Linked DNA regions of Muntiacus reevesi: region 2 is linked to region 1. A link is a contact called in public Hi-C data. All regions are on one chromosome and are shown on one strand. Each heading gives the region's core, a stretch centred on a gene start, on an enhancer-like site or on the middle of the called end of the contact. The rest is flanking DNA. Distances are from core to core; before and after follow the strand shown.

The links. A called contact is a pair of places that touch in the nucleus more often than the background predicts.
Region 2: a contact with region 1 is called in a Hi-C map of blood, with 1.9 times the contacts expected there. The contact joins the promoter of MTCH2 here to the promoter of NUP160 in region 1. A contact is called at or near these places in 2 of 3 Hi-C or Micro-C datasets (blood and muscle).

The regions. Positions count from the first base shown.
Region 1 is chr9:14,831,556-14,835,391 of mMunRee1.1, reverse strand. NUP160 (nucleoporin 160) reads right to left here and starts at 1,988. Exons shown (of 36, transcript XM_065944259.1): 1 at 1,874-1,988; 2 at 1,492-1,603. The coding sequence starts at 1,973.
Region 2 is chr9:14,973,455-14,977,290 of mMunRee1.1, reverse strand. It overlaps MTCH2 (mitochondrial carrier 2), which reads right to left and starts at 1,972. Exons shown (of 13, transcript XM_065944795.1): 1 at 1,786-1,972. The coding sequence starts at 1,872.

The sequences.
Region 1 (3,836 bases), core at 739-3,238:
CGCCTACTTGACACTGTCAAAGAGCAACTACCCAGACACTTTAATAGCACGTCTAAAAGAATTACTTAACAACTCTCCAAAATCCATTTTCTATATCTCAGAAGATGGCAATCCTGCAGGATATCTGGTCAGTCACACCAAAAGACAGGAACTTGTCCTTGCTTCCTCCATTTCCCTTACCATCCCGTATCCTATATTCAATCTATCACCAGGTCCGAATGAAGCTACCCTCTAAGCGTATCTTGAATCCATCAATTTCTATTTTTCTAGCCACTCCCACAGTTGAGTCACCAACATGTCTTACTTGGTCCATCATAAAAGCAAACTGTTCTTTTGTATTTTACCCATCCTCCCCAAATCTACTTTACACAAAGTAGACTGATTATTTTAAAATGTGATTTTGATCAGGTTAGTAATCCTTTATAGACTTTCAGTGACTGCTCAACATACTCAGGATAAAATTTACCATCTTGGGGCTTCCCTGGTAGTCTAGTGGTTAAGAACCTGCTTGCCAACTCTTGGGACACCAGTTCGATCCGTGGCCTAGGAAGACTCCACATGCTACGGAATAACTAAGCCCGTGCTCTAGAGTCTGTGCTCTGGAACAAGAGAAGCCACCGGAATGAGAAGCCCATGCACTGGAACAAAGACCAAGCACAGCCTGAGGTCCTTCATGATGTGCCCAGCCCAGCTACCTACTCTCAGCATCTCTCACGTCCTTATCCATTTTGCCCATTTGCACTGAAGCCGCACACATCTTCAGTCAGTTCCTCAAACCTGTCAAATTCTTTTCACCTTGTGGATTTTGGAGATAGTGATCCCACTTGGTCAACTGCCCTCTCCTGTGACACCTTGCCTGGCTGACCTTTCACCCTTCCAATCTCAGGTTAAATGTGACTCACTTTAGGCGTTCCCAGCCCACCAATAATACTTGGTCTTCCCATTAGCCTCTCAAAGCCCTATTCTTCTCCTCTGAGGCAAGTATGAAAAATCTGTATTGATATCCCTACATATGAACATTAGCTTAACGCCTTTTTCTTTCTCAAAACTGCCCCATGAAAGGTACATCCACTTCTGTCCCTACACTGCCACACCTTGTATGATGAAAATGGCGACTGTTTTTGTTAGTCACTCTGCCCCCAGGACACCTAGCAATGCCTGATAAGTAAAGGCTCAAACACACTCATAGAATGAAGGAAGCGGTAAAGCTCTACAAATACATCATGGGTTCATGTTTGAAAACTGGTCTTTGGGGCTTTAGCCCCTATGCAACATTTCTTCTGCTTTTAGTGTTGCCTGGGAGGGTACCTCTTCCAGAACTCTGGGTCTCCTTAATTCTCCACTGATTAAGACATAAATAGAAAGCAGTCTTTATTTCTTTTCCTGTCCACAACCACTTCGGAAAAAGAATGACACCTTAGGGCCAGCCACGAAAATTCAGCCGCCGAACGACCCCGACCTTCCAGAGGGTTTGCCAAAGACAGCACTTACCAATGAATGAATCTGTTTCTGGTGACGGAGAACAACTTGGCACTTTCCACGTAGTAGAAGCCTCCCGCGCTCTCACCGTATTTCACGGCTCCGGCCGCTGCATTTGCAGTTCCTGCAAAAGGTGAGTGGTCAACCTGGACACGGGGTTCTCTGGGGATGACACGGACTGAGGTCGGTGAGAAAGCAGAGGGGGACGGACTGACAGCGCATACAGAATGAAAGGGAAGGAAAGAGGAGGAAGCAGGACACTAAGGTCGCTCTGATTCCTGTGCTAACAAGCATGTGGGCTCAGAAGGGTAACGGAGGGGTTAGAGATTGAGGAAGCCATAGGAGAGGCCCGAGGGTAAGGTTCGGATCGCGCTCTACTGGGATGCTGCCGTACCAATGCCGCAAACGGTGAACTCTCTAAAGTGCCTCGGCCTTTCGCGCTCAGCGCCGCTGAGCTCCACGAAGCTCCGTTCCACGGCTCCCGCCGCCGCCATCTTCCCGCGCCGCCGCGAGGCCCGACGGGACAACAGCAGGGCCGGGCGGGTGTCGTCACTTCCGGGGGGCGGAGCGGGCGGGCAGGTGGGGAAGCCCCGAGAGGTCGAGGGTGGCCGGATCCTGCGTTGTGAGGCGTCCACCGAGTCAGCTGGAGACCAGGTGCGCAGGGAGGGAGCCGAGGGAGAAGAAGCTAGGGGAAGTCTGCCGACTCTGTCTGAGGAAACCTTTGCGTGGCCCGCTAGGACGCCCCAAGGGGCGGTGCCATTTTTCCCGGCGGCCTCGCGGCAGGGGGCGGGGCCGGGTTTGTTTCCATTTTGAAAACGCCGGCGCGGTTCGCGGGTCTCAGACTGCCGCGAGGGGCGAGGACCTGGGAGGCCCGGCAGACGGGCGCCCTCTACTGGGTTTCGAGCGTGCGGTCACCTCTCAGTGCGTCGTCGTGTCTGTCAGTGAATCTCCGCTGTCTCCTTTTATTCACCCTTAAGCGACCCTTGGGATGGGGTGGCGGGTGATGGGGGCGGGGGCAGTGAAGGGCAGAGTGCCCTTTTGCGTCGGAATTTTTCCGAGAGACTGTATACGTGTATTTTTGTATAGTGAACCGCAATGTATTCAGGTAAACATTGATGTTGCTCCCTGCTGGAATTACCTAAATGCTGCTCACTTTCATAGGTGAAAGGAATTTGCCGTTTCTTCCATTTGTGATTTGGGTGTTTGGAAGATACTCCGACTTCAGTCGTGTGTAGGGTAGAGAAGGGGGCTTACCCAGTGGCTCAGCGGTAAAGAATCCACCTGCAATGCAAGGAGGGAAGGGTTCCATCCCTGGGTTGGGAAGATCCCCTGGAGGAGGTCATGGCAACCCATTCCAGTGTTCTTGCCTGGAGAATTCTCTGGACAGAAGATCCTGGTTTGCTGCAGTCCATGGGGTCACAATGGCGTAAGTCCCTGGGGTAAGGTCCACCTTACCTGCTTGCTGAGAAATCTGTATGCAGGTCAAGAAGCAGCAGTTAGAACTGGCCGTGGAACAACAGACTGGTTCCAAATTGGGAAAGGAAGAAAGGAATAGGTCAGGGCTGTGTATTGTCATCCAGCTTATTTAACTTACATGCAAAGTACATCATGCGAAATTCCGGGCTGGATGAAGCACAAGCTAGAATCAAGATTGCTGGAAGAAATATCAATAAACTCATATATGCGGATGACACCACCCTTATGGCAGAAAGTGAAAATGAGGTAAAGAGCCTTTTGATGAAAATGAAACAGGAGAGTGAAAAAGTTGGCTTAAAACTCAGCATTCAGAAAATGAAGCTCATGGCATCTGGTCCCATCCCTTCATGGCAAATAGATAGGGAAACAATGGAAACAGTGACAGACTTTATTTTTGGGGGCTCCAAAATCACTGCAGATGGTGACTGCAGCCATGAAATGAAAAGATGCTTGCTCCTTGGAAGAAAAGCTATGACCTACCTAGACAGCATATTAAAAAGCAGAGACGATTCTTTGCCAACAAAGGTCCGTCTAGTCAAGGTTATGGTTTTTCCAGTAGTCATGTATGGATGTGAGAGTTGGACTATAAAGAAAGCTGAGTGCTGAAGAATTGATGCTTTTAAATTGTAGTGTTGGAGAAGACTCTTGAGAGTCCCTTGGACAGCAAGGAGATCCACCCAGTCCATCCTAAAGGAAATCAGTCCTGAATATTCATTGGAAGGACTGATGCTGAAACTGAAATACCAATACTTTGGCCACCTGATGTGCAGAACTGACTCATTGGATAAGACCCTGATGCTGGGAAAGACTGAAGGAAGGAGGAGAAGGGGACGACAGAGGATAAGATGGTTGGATGGCATGACTGATTCAGTGGACATGAG
Region 2 (3,836 bases), core at 723-3,222, 140 kb before region 1:
CTTCATGTTATCTCTACAATATGTTCAGAGTCTTTAGTGCCAAAGAGATTCTCAAGTGAATGAATGCTGTTGGACATGGTCTTGACTCTCTATTGCTGTAATTCTCAACCTGTTCAATTGAAGAACTCCAGAAAGGCTCACAGTGCAACTATTTTTAAAACTGAGTATTTGGGAATTTCACCAAAACCCCTGAGACGCCTGGCAACACAAGGATGTTGTGCAATCAGGATTAAGGAGTTTCTGAGGCAACAGTTCTGATTGTCACTAGAAAACCCTGCCTCCTGGATAATGACTGAGTAATGGGCTTATACCAGATTTATGGCAAAATGCTTTCATCTCAGATACTACCTAGCTAAAAATGTGCCAACTCTGTTTTAGATGTCAGAGTACATTTCAAAAATTTGTTCTTTTTGTATTTTTTGGCCACATTATGCAGCTTGTGGGGATCTTAGTTCCCTGATCAGGGACTGAACCTCGGCCCTTGGCAGTGAAAGCGTGGACCTCCAGAGAATTCCCTTTGTTCTTAATTAAAAAATATTTATTTACTTGGCTGTGCCAGGTCTCAGCAGTAGCACTTGGCAATCTTTGTTGTGGCATGCAGGATCTAGTTGCCTGATCAGTGAATCCCCAAGTGGGTGGGGTGGGGGTCTCCAAGACTTAGCCACTGGATCACCAGGGAAGTCCCACTGTTCTTAATTTAAATAACTCATTTTACAATAGTTTTTATTTATAGGTTCTGAATCCTCATGGGTCAACATGTTGTATGAATGAGTATCATAAACTGAAAAATAAGAAATGGGGACTTCCCTAGTGTCATGCCTATTTTTGACAGAACAGTGAGTGGTGGGGACAGGGCTTCTATCCTTGGTACCATGCATGATGTAATGACCTCAACACTCAACAAAGTTTCAAAAATTAAAGACCTGTCCAGGGAAATCTAGAAAGGCAATTGAAAACACTATCATCAGTTAAAACCTGGCATACCTGCCTGTGAATAAAAAATACCCCTTAAGAATTATTTCACAGAAGATTAGAAACTAATATATATACTTAAAACTCTCTAACAAAACTTTCGGCTGAACTGATGTCCAGCTCTGACAGATGCGATTTTCACTGTCATGAGCCACATGGGCTGCTGCTGGAGAGCGCTCAGTGCATCCTTCCGAAATTTGACTCAGCAACCACTTGATTATCACTTCTGAATGAGCTCCTTGTGTTTTCTCTGGGTATCTGGTGCTAAAATCTTGGAACAGAAAAGCAGCAATAATAGTAGCCAAAAAAAAAAAAAAAAAGAAGAAGAGGAAAAAGAAGAAGAAGTTAACAAAACGTGGGCTCCCCTTAAATCTCAAATTTGTCTTTAACAGATTTCACATCTTGCGTTTGGGGCGGGGGACAAGAGAAGAACGCTCATTTCAGAGGAGCGGAGAGGGGAAAGGTTGGGAAGACCTTGGCGGCGCCCGGCCAGGATCGACCTCGGGGAAGAGAAAACAAAGTTCACGGGAACCAGCGGGCAGGGCAAGGCAGGGCGGCAGTTGGGCTACCGGGAAAGGAGCGGGCCTCACGGCTCGGCTGGAAGGCGAGACTTCGCGAAGGCCCACGGGCAGCGGGAGCTCCGCGGACGACGGGAGTCGTCCCTGCGGGGAAGGAAAGGGCGAGCAGCAAAGAAGGAGCAGCAGCATCTCAGGAGACTGAAGGCCCGGAAGGCTGGAGCCGGTCCTCAGGCGCCCTGGGCAGCGGCCACCGAACAGGGCGCCGAACGGGGGAGGGAATGGCGACAACTCATACCTGGATGAGCACCTTCACGTACATGAGCGGCTGGGACAGGATGGTGAGACCGGAGCCCAGGAGCACCTGACTGGCCGCGTCCGCCATGATGGCACCCGCGGACGGACGGACAGACCGAGCCACCAAGCGACCGAGCCGGTCCCGGGTCACGTGCCAGGGCCGCCGGCTTCACTGGCCCGCCCGCGGCGCGCGCGCACGCACGCTCCGGCGCGCGCCTCCCCGCTCAGTCCCCGCCCACCGCCCCGCCCTCAGAAACGGCAGGCTCTCGCGAGCCGGCGCAGACGTCGGGGCGGGGCTTACGGCCCGGGCGCACGCGTCCTGTGCTGGGATTCCCCCGCCCTCCGCTAGGAACGGACCATTTCTCCTGCGCCTGCGCATGCAGAGAGCTTCCGGGTGGGGGAGAATGGGCGTGGCAATGGGGCCTGACCCTGTCGGCCCAAGGCAAGGTCAGGTGAATGAAAGGAATTGTAACAGGATTCTTCGATGCTCTTGCCTCTGCACTTGAGCTTTTGGGATCAGCAATGTAAGGTCCAAAGAATATTCAGCGTCAGAATCATAAATAATCTCACTTCAGTTCAGTCGCTCAGTCGTGTCCGACTCTGCAACCCCATGGACTGCAGCACGCCAGGCTTCCCTGTCCATCGCCAACTCCCAGAGTTTACTCAAACTCATGTCCATCGCGTCGGTGATGCCATCCAACCATCTCATCCTCTGTCGTCCCCTCCTCCTCCCACCTTCAATCTTTCCCAACATCAGGGTCTTTTCCAGTGAGTCAGTTCTTTGCATCAGGTGGCCAAAGTATTGGCGGTTCAGTTTCCGCATCAGTCCTTCCAGTGAATATTCAGGACTGCTTTCCTTTAGGATGGACTGGTTGGATCTCCTTGCTTGCAGCCCAAGGGACTCTCAAGAGTCTTCTCCAACACCACAGTTCAAAAACATCAATTCTTCAGGGCTTAGCTTTCTTTATAGTCCAACTATAAATAAACAATCTAATGACCAGCAAAACCTAGAGGAGTTTGAATAATGAACCCATCAGGGGGTTGCTATTCATGTACTCATTCATTCAATGTTAACTTCTTCGAAAGGCCTTCTCTGACCTCTATTTAAATTTAACCCCCCCCCCTTTATTCCTACCACAGCATGTTGTAATACTTATACTTATCTGGAATTTATCTTTTAATCTCCTCCACCAGAATATAGACCCCCAGTGAGTTCAGGAGCCAGGACAGTTTTTGATCCTTGTCTAGCATTTCACGTATGAAATGCTCAATAAATATTTATTGCATAAACGAACAATTACTTCAGTGACTACCAGGCCACAGGTTATTAGAGGAAAAAAGAAAAACAGCATTGCCCTCAACCTTTCAGTCCCAGCTCATACTTTCTAAATCAAACAACACTTAGAACCTGGCGCAGAGAAGGAAGAGGAGACTTGATTTTCAGTCGTGGTTCTCCTTTATATCAAAATGATTGGAAAGTCATTTTATCTTCTTCTATTTTCAATTTTTGTATCTAAATCTAAAACTACTACCTGCCTCTCAGGATTATTATGGAGACTTAAATGAAATTGTGCATAGGATAAGATTTTTAAAAACTGTATATTGAAATCCAAATGTTAGTTTTAATTAATATTGTTCTGTACTCAGCACGGTGCGAGGGAGGCAGTTTACAGAGTGGGAGGGAGAATGGACTTGGAAACCTATGGTCCAAATTTCACCTCCACCAATTATTAACTGTGTGACCTTAGGCTGATCACATGATGTCTTTGAACCTTAGAAAAATGAGTATAGTATTATCTACTTCATTCTGTTGTTGTGAGAACTGAATGAAATGACATGCCTACACAACTTGGCAGATGAAAATATAATATCAAATTGTGACTTTTTGAGTTATAACACACAAGTTGATTCTAATTAAATCCAGAAACTGTTTCAACATCAAAACGATTGGTGTCTTAACAACATTGTCTAACCAGAGGCTGTTTGATGTCTAACCATAGAGACCATTTAGCAAGAGGACTTTTTTTCTGATTTTCTTGAGGTGTAGTTGAA